2 separate regions of the Bicyclus anynana genome follow, and region 2 is linked to region 1. Evidence: chromatin contacts called from public Hi-C data. All regions are on one chromosome and are shown on one strand. Each heading gives the region's core, a stretch centred on a gene start, on an enhancer-like site or on the middle of the called end of the contact. The rest is flanking DNA. Distances are from core to core; before and after follow the strand shown. Region 1 overlaps LOC112046535 (cGMP-dependent protein kinase, isozyme 2 forms cD4/T1/T3A/T3B). Region 2 overlaps LOC112046535 (cGMP-dependent protein kinase, isozyme 2 forms cD4/T1/T3A/T3B).

Evidence for each region. A called contact is a pair of places that touch in the nucleus more often than the background predicts.
Region 2: a contact with region 1 is called in a Hi-C map of whole body, with 3 times the contacts expected there. The contact joins two enhancer-like sites. A contact is called at or near these places in 2 of 2 Hi-C or Micro-C datasets (whole body and whole larva).

The regions. Positions count from the first base shown.
Region 1 is chr19:10,479,924-10,483,957 of ilBicAnyn1.1, reverse strand. All of the region lies in intron 1 of LOC112046535 (cGMP-dependent protein kinase, isozyme 2 forms cD4/T1/T3A/T3B), which reads right to left. Among protein-coding and RNA genes, the nearest start is that of LOC112046535, 42 kb to the right of the region's middle. Within about 2 kb of position 1,642, at least 6 of the 8 cell types and tissues checked have open chromatin away from gene starts, as enhancers often do.
Region 2 is chr19:10,586,777-10,590,846 of ilBicAnyn1.1, reverse strand. LOC112046535 (cGMP-dependent protein kinase, isozyme 2 forms cD4/T1/T3A/T3B) reads right to left here. Exons shown (of 12, transcript XM_024083203.2): 3 at 1,510-1,676. Among protein-coding and RNA genes, the nearest start is that of LOC128199180, 18 kb to the right of the region's middle. Within about 2 kb of position 1,531, at least 8 of the 8 cell types and tissues checked have open chromatin away from gene starts, as enhancers often do.

The DNA.
Region 1 (4,034 bases), core at 393-2,892:
GTCTTGGGTTCGATCCCCGGCTGGGTCGATTAAGGTTTTCTTATTTGTTCCAGGTCTGGCTGGTGGGAAGCTTCGGCCGTGGCTAGTTACCACCATACCGATAAAGACGGTAGGGAAACTAAATTCCACGCGGACGAAGTCCGTGGGCGTTGGCAAGTATGTTTATAAAATGTCTCTAAAACGCGAAAAAAAGAGATAATAGGAGGTGAAAATTATTGTTTGCACAAAATTATACACTTATATCAATAAGTATCTAAGTATCGTCCATTTTTCGGTTTTTACCATTTTATGTAATAGAGAAAAAAATAAATAACACTAATCCGACGGTCAAGTAGTTTTTCAGTTTAAAAAAACCGTCACACGTAAATAGATTGTTAACTATGCCTCTTTATAAATATATCTAAGCCTAATAAGAGTATAAAAAATAAACAAATAATACCTCACCTTAAAGAAACACGTAACGTAACGAAAAACTAATTTCGAAGTTAACGAATAAACTATTTTCGAAGTTCCAATAATAGATAGCTTCAACACAACACAACACTTGCACTTTAAAACTCAACCGTCATCGATAACTTCCCGTTTTGCTAACCGTTCCGTTTTTCTTTATCAGGGACTATTTCGACACTGCGTTGTATTCGTATCGGTCGAGACTCAAGACGTATAGATCAGACGTTGTATTCGTATCGGTCAAAACTAAGGATCAGATTAAGGATCAGCAGAGACGAGCGCGAGTTGACGCAGACTGACTGACAATAAATTCATATTGTACAAACGACAAGCGAACCAACTCATATTTACTAGTTTTAACCACTCGAGATACGAGTGCTGGCCAAGCTATGAGTGATAGCGTGCCTTAGCACAGATAATATTATCTGAAAAATTGTTGAGGATTAGGTGACATTAGAGGCGGAAATGCAGCCGGCTTACTTGGTAACAAGTTACGTGCATACAAAATCACCGCAAAAAAGTGATCCGAATTTAGCGACTGCACTGAGCGCATACATGCACAATTTTGTGTTTACTTACATTATATATTTATTAGGGTAGGGTAGAGGTAGGGTAGGGGTTTTGTAGGCTTAGGGTAAGAGTAGGTTAGGGGTAGGGTAGGAGTAGGTTAGTTGTAAATAGGGTAGGTTACTATCAGGGATGATTAGTGATCGATACTGATGCCAAAACTGCAATCAGTAAATTTTTGTTTGTCTGTATGTTCGTTATAGAAACAAAAACTACTCGACGGATTGAAACGAAACTTGGTACAATTATTCTTCATACTCCTGGGCAGGTTATAGTATACTTTTATCACGCTTCGATCAATAGGAGCAGAGCAGTGAAGGGAAATGTTGGGAAAACGGGAAAAGTTACCATTTTTACAGCGATACTACTAACTATACTGTAAAGCTGGGTTGAAGAGTTCTAAGGACGGACGAAGTCTGTATTTTTTTTCCTTCGCTGAAACGTTAAGTAGGTACGTTTAATTACGTTAAGTAAGTTTAATATCCGTAAACCTGCTAACCTATCTTTCAGCTTACTCGGAGCAACTAGGTGTCTATACTCTCTTCTCTCACTCTTACTTCTTAGTCTGTAGATACTTAAATAGGTACGAGATGTTTTCAGAACCCGTTTATTACTTGTACCAAGAACAATCCATCACATGCATCGCGAGTAGCCCGTACTTATCAATGTGTTTGCGCCGCAACCATTGGCGAGGTCGCGTATTTTGTGACTACTACTGGTAACGGAGAGAACACACAACCATTATAGAACAAAAAGGTCTATAAAAACCTCTGGTCAAACATATCTTGATATAACCTGTATTCACATTGTAAAAATCAAAAATTAAAATGAAAATTTTATTCACGAAATACATAAAATACAATATTTAAATATTAATACAAGCAATAAATATCTACATTTATTAAATTTTACAACAGCATGTTTAGATAGACGTAATGTTAATGAAGAGCCATCTGTGGACGAGTAGCGGTACTACGTGGTCGTATTATGAATTGTTATTTATCTTAAATAGATGGCGTCCTTAAATTACAATACATTCATAGAAAAAAAAACTTATTATTATTCTTGTTAGTTAGTTTTATATCACTACAACATTTATAACATAAATAAATAAAATGAGAACGAATAACCTACATAATTAGCGTTTGAGGTGACAATAACATGAATTCGTTATTTTTTTGAAGTTAAAGATAAAATTATAAACCCATTGCTTAACCTAAATAGCACTAACGCGACTGTTAAGATAACTCTTGGCTGTGAAGGTTAAACAGCTATTTATAGAACAGAATTAAATAACATTCCGTATTTCTTAAATATGTAAGACACGGAGAAATTACACAGGACTCACAATATGAATTAGTATGTAGGACACCCACTAAAACATAGTACCTAGGTAGTTACTGCTTCTACATAACTACCTAGGTACCTCGCAATATATTTTTTTTCTCTGGGAAAGCCACTTACGATCAAGTTATCATGAAGCCTACAAAACACTTAGAGATGTGGGCAATGAAAAAGATATCGTAACCATACTTAAAACGATATTTCGATATTAATGACTACATCACCAACCTTCCTTCAAACTTGACAGTAAACTTGATCGTTAGTCGCTGGTGTTATGATGATGAAGACATTATTTCCAATATCAGTGATCACGTGGGCACGGTTTGTTATCTGAGCTAAAAATATATCGCGGAAATATTAGGTCAATCTAGAGCAACCTACATGCATTTATTTATATTCTCATATCAGTGAGCTGTATAATAGCTGTATAATGTACACATTGAAACAGTTTCAGTATTATTTTTAGGTCACTATCAGCTGTGGTGTGCATAAGGGTTTGATTACAGTAAGCTTGCTTTGAGATTGACAATGGGGATGATGACTAGGTTTGAATATGTTGATTTTATGATACATTCGGGTTAATGAGGTCAATGTTAACTAATTTACACATAAAAAGCTAAGACTGACTGGATATTTGCAAAATAAATAAGATTATAAAATTTCAAAATCTACTAAAAATATTTCATCGTAATTAGATGAAAATTCATACAGTTTTAGCTTCCTTACATTAAATGTGACATTTTTTAATACATGAACTATAAACATAAACGCACAAATAACAAAGATATTAGTAATTTTGTTTAAACGCCCATGCAAATCTAACGATCATAAATTGCCTACGACGTCATAACCACCACCATTTTGTATGGGGCGTTTTTCAGGGATCCGCGGCAGCGCCGCAAATCTGTCCCTTTAAATCCCTGTAGCTCCGAAAGTAATGATCGCAGATACCCTGTTACTTTTACAAAATTACTATTAGCGTATTACTTTTACTATTAGCGTACTCTTAATTTATACACAATTTAAAAAACTGTCATCATCTCTATTACAGTGTCAACTACCTAAATACTGTTTTGTGCCACAAGTCACATTATTTGCGAAACTCGGCGATACATTCCATAATACCCAAACATAACAAAGGAGTCAAAAGTATAGTATTTTTAGCAATTTTATGTCCAAAGCTTCATGAAATACGCATAAATTTCGGAGATAAAGTAACGTTTAAAGTATTTTTCCGTCCATAAAACTGGGCTTAAAGTGTGTAAAGACTCGTGTTTTTATGGTCAACGGAAATTGGACTCTGGAGGTTAAAGTTCTAATATTTTTTATTATTCAGCTATTTATTAAGATAAATTAAACAGTTTTTGAAAATTTTTGAAGTTTATTGGAGTTTACTCCTTAAGAATCGATGTTTCATATATAGCCCATGGTATGAAATATGGGCAGTAAAATTCGATGAACGAATGACAGCGTTGCGTTTTTGTGCGCTACCTATTCTGCGCACCATTCACTTTTCAGGCGTAAGTATTGAGACGTACAGAGTGTATGCTGCGGGGCACCATACACCTATTTAGACAGTCGATGTCGTCATCAACCCATATTCGGCTCACTGCTGAGCTCGAGTCTCCTCTCAGAATGAGAGGGGTTAGGCCGATAGTCCACCACGCTGGCCC
Region 2 (4,070 bases), core at 282-2,781, 110 kb before region 1:
AGGTATATTACTCTTACAATGGAGTATCAAAACATTTGGACACAAATTTCATATTTAGGCAGATTTAAAAAATGTCTATTAACTTCCAAATATAGAAGCGACCTCGATACCGAATCAAAACAACTTTTTGCAGTGTAACCTCTTAACCTTCAAACAGATTGATATTTTTCAATAAGTTCTTTGGTCATTCATTTCAAATTAAATCATGCTGCTTGATAAAAAGATGAATAAGAAATTTATTTTAGACCGAAAGATTTTCTAATTGATCTAAATCGACTTAAAGTAAATCTTCAGTTTTTATGTAATTTGAGTTAGGTATTTGTTTTTTTAAATAATTCTACTGTTCTAAATAATTTGACTTCCATTAACTTGTTTATGGTATTTATCTTCTATTAAGAGTAGCAAAAATAAAAATATCGTTAAACCATTATATAAGTGAATCTACAATAAAGCCGAATAGGGATGATGACAGTACAAATTGTATATAAATTAGGAGTAGGTAACAGGATATCTGCGATCATTATTTATCAACAAACAAATTAAAAATGAAGGTAGAAAACTCATGTAATTTCATATATAATTTACCTACATAAAATTATGTATTGTTTTTGTATGAAATTTGATTGAAAATCTTGTCAAAATTGTCATTAATTTAGGTACAACTTTCAAAAGGCAACAGGTAGGTTTATGGTACTACTCTCAAGAGATGAGCACCACAAGATGTCATGAAATACACTGGATTTCGCACCAAACACGCCATAATACAAATACATAAAATCCCGCAGAACGTCTCACGACAGATTGCAGGAATAAGGAGAGATAAAAAAAAATAGGTACAAGTTAGGTAATTTTAAGTATTATTAGGAAATGACTAGCAAATCGTTAGTTATTATACCCTAATTTTTAATGTGTTTGTTGATAAACATTGCACATCGAGTTTACCTTTAGTATAGTACCTACAGTATTTACATCAGAATGTATAAGGTTTCCCTCACCTACTCCCGTGTCTCGCAAGAAAAGTTGGTGTCGCTGCTGTTTTTCCGCTTTCGCGTTGAGAGAAAGTTATCAACGAGGCACAACAACTTTACTGTCGTCGATATATTATTAAAAAAACTCAATTTATAAGTATCTACTTCTATTTATTGGATTAAACTTTAAGATAAAAGTAAGCTTCTTAAGTACATTCTACAATAATAATAACAATTTGTAGATTTCTTTCTAATAATTGTAACTATAATTTTACTACACGACAAATCTAAATATTGTGAATTATTTTTTTTTAATGATTTTACATCTAAAACGTGTTGCTTTTAGGTAGAAAAACAAATAAAAATATTCCTTTCTTTTAGTTTTGTTGCCATCTATATTGATTGTATGGAACTAATAGCTACTTTGTTAGTTGTAATAGTTTAGCTACTGCTCAACAGATGGCGCGTAACGTAAAAGCGCTAAGTCTAAGTCTGCTAATCTACACTAGATGGCGGTATAATAAATATGTTGTAACCTTACCTTCCATAACGTACACGATGCTGCCAACATCTCCTTCTTTGATGATGAGACTGCCGGCGGCATATTCAACTGGATACATGCAGTCCACAATCTCTCTAATCTGCGTCATCTCTAGGTTCTTCATGAAGTCGTTATCCAGGATTGCACTCTTGATTAACTCCCGAGATCTGGTAAAATAAAAGGAAACATTATTAAAACTGTACAATTTAAATTTTAAAAGATATTTGTTTTTATATTTATCTAATTTATAATGATAATCCAGTCGCAGTGTTAACTCACGTGATTTGCACCACCACTGCCTTCGATTCGGAGTGCATAGGTTCGAATCTGGTATGGGGCATACACGTCACAACATTTCATTTATGAGCATTTTAAAAAATAAATTAAATACGACGAGTATCAAACGTGAGGAAACCTGCAACCTAGTAATTTTCTCAATTCTCTACGTGTGAAGTCTACCAATCCGCATTGGGCCAGCGTGGTGGACTATTAGCCTAACCCCCCTCTCATTCAGTAGAGGCAGTGCCGGATTAAAGTAACTTGATGACCTAAACAATCTTCTCCTATATTCCTAAATAAAATACAAATAATGATTAAAAAAATATAGTCATACGTAGGTGTAATAAGTATCAATCAACGTCAATTGATTTCGCTCGTTTTTTTTCGTCTCTGGTGCCCGAAGATGGAATGTCCTGGCCTAGTTCGGACTACTGAAGTATTTTAGTCGAGTACGAACAATTTTTGTGCTTTAAGCGATTGCTTGTATTCTGTGCTAATAAGCTAATAATCCAGCACTGATGAGACGAGATTCGTACGTTATAGTGAACCAAATATAATGTTAATGATGGCATCTATTCGAGTGTGTTCTGGGTTCTTTTTTATAAATCCAAGATGGCGTGTTGTGAATGTTAGATGAGTCTCGGTAATTGGTTCCCGAGAACTGTAATGGTAGGTTCATATTATCCGTAATTAATACTAAGTGTATAAAATAATGAAAACGAGTTGCATCCGCATTCAAAGCGGTTTCCATCATTATATTTTATTTATAGTAAGTTCAATTACTTTGTTTACTAGACTTGATTATGTAAGGCAGGTAAATTATATTAAAATTAATTTATCCATTTAGATATTTATTATTTAGTAGCGTCCGCGTGGAATTCAGTTCTTTACAAATCCCGCGGGAACCATGGATTTTTCCGGGATGAAAAGTAGCCTATGTGTTAATCCAGACTAAAATCTATTTCCATACCAAATTTCAGCCAAATCGCTTCAGTAGCCGCAGCGTAAAAGAGGAACAAACATACTTACACACTTTCACACTTCACACAAAATTTCGCCTTTATAATATTAGTGTAATTAGTGTGATGTGAAGTGTGATTATGTAATCATTAACTCTATAATACGACTTTTCTATAAGCTTGCGTTTAATAAAAACTTTGAACTTATTGAAAAACGTGTCCGCTGTTTCAAGTGGCAGTTTATTATAAATTGTATGCAATTACCCTTAAAAGAATTACTGTTACCCTTAAAAGAATTAATTGTGAGCGGGGCAGAGGGACGGACTGCGCGGGTATGAAGTCGTACGCGCGGCGTATCGCTACCTCCAACCATATTGGAATAAATCAATTTTGTCTTACTTAATTTTTGCCGCTCTGGGCCCAAACAATTACAATTATTTTCCGAGAGGGGTTTGTTAATGTAACCCTGCTACTAGCTCTCATGAGGTCACCTGTAAAATCCATTTGAGTCTACATCATACCACCTGAAACCAATATTTGCGGTGAAATGAGTAATGTTCGCAAGTCACGAATCTCAGCCGAGTGACTAATGTGCTGCGGCCCACTTAAAATAAACTACATATTTAAACTTGACATAAAAGGTCATTGCTTAAAGTGCAGCCCCAATTTAAAAATTCATTACCCACCAAACTGTGGTTTTAATATTTATAACCATAGTTATTTATCATAACACGAAGAGGTAAACTTTGTGTGGTTATAGGGGATAATCTCTGGATCTGTTAACAGACTTTGAAAATTGTTTAACCAATACAAAGCCAAGTACTTTGTGAATGTCATAGGATATACTTTGCCCTAGTATTCTCAAAGTAATGGGAACAGTAAAACCGCGGGGGATATCGTCGTTATCAACCCATATACGGCTCTCTGCTGAGCTCGAGTTTCCTCTCAGAATGAGAGGGTTTAGGCTAATAGTCCACCACGCAGGCCCAATGCGGATTGGCAGACTTCACACACGCAGAGAATTAAAAAATTCTCTGGTATGCAGGTTTCCTCAAGATGTTTTCCTTCACCGATTGAGACACGTGATATTTAATTTCTTAAAATGCACACAACTGAAAAGTTGGAGGTGCATGCCCCGGACCGGATTCGAACCCACACTGTGTGAAGTTCTTCATTTAGTAGTTTTTTTACTTTTAAAAATTTTGAAACTAATAAAGACTTTAATCTTTATTATTTTTTAAAAATGGGGATGACAAGTCAATAATTTTGCAACAAAAAGACAACCCAGATGTTTCAAAAGTGCTTGTAAACTAAGCTTTCTTG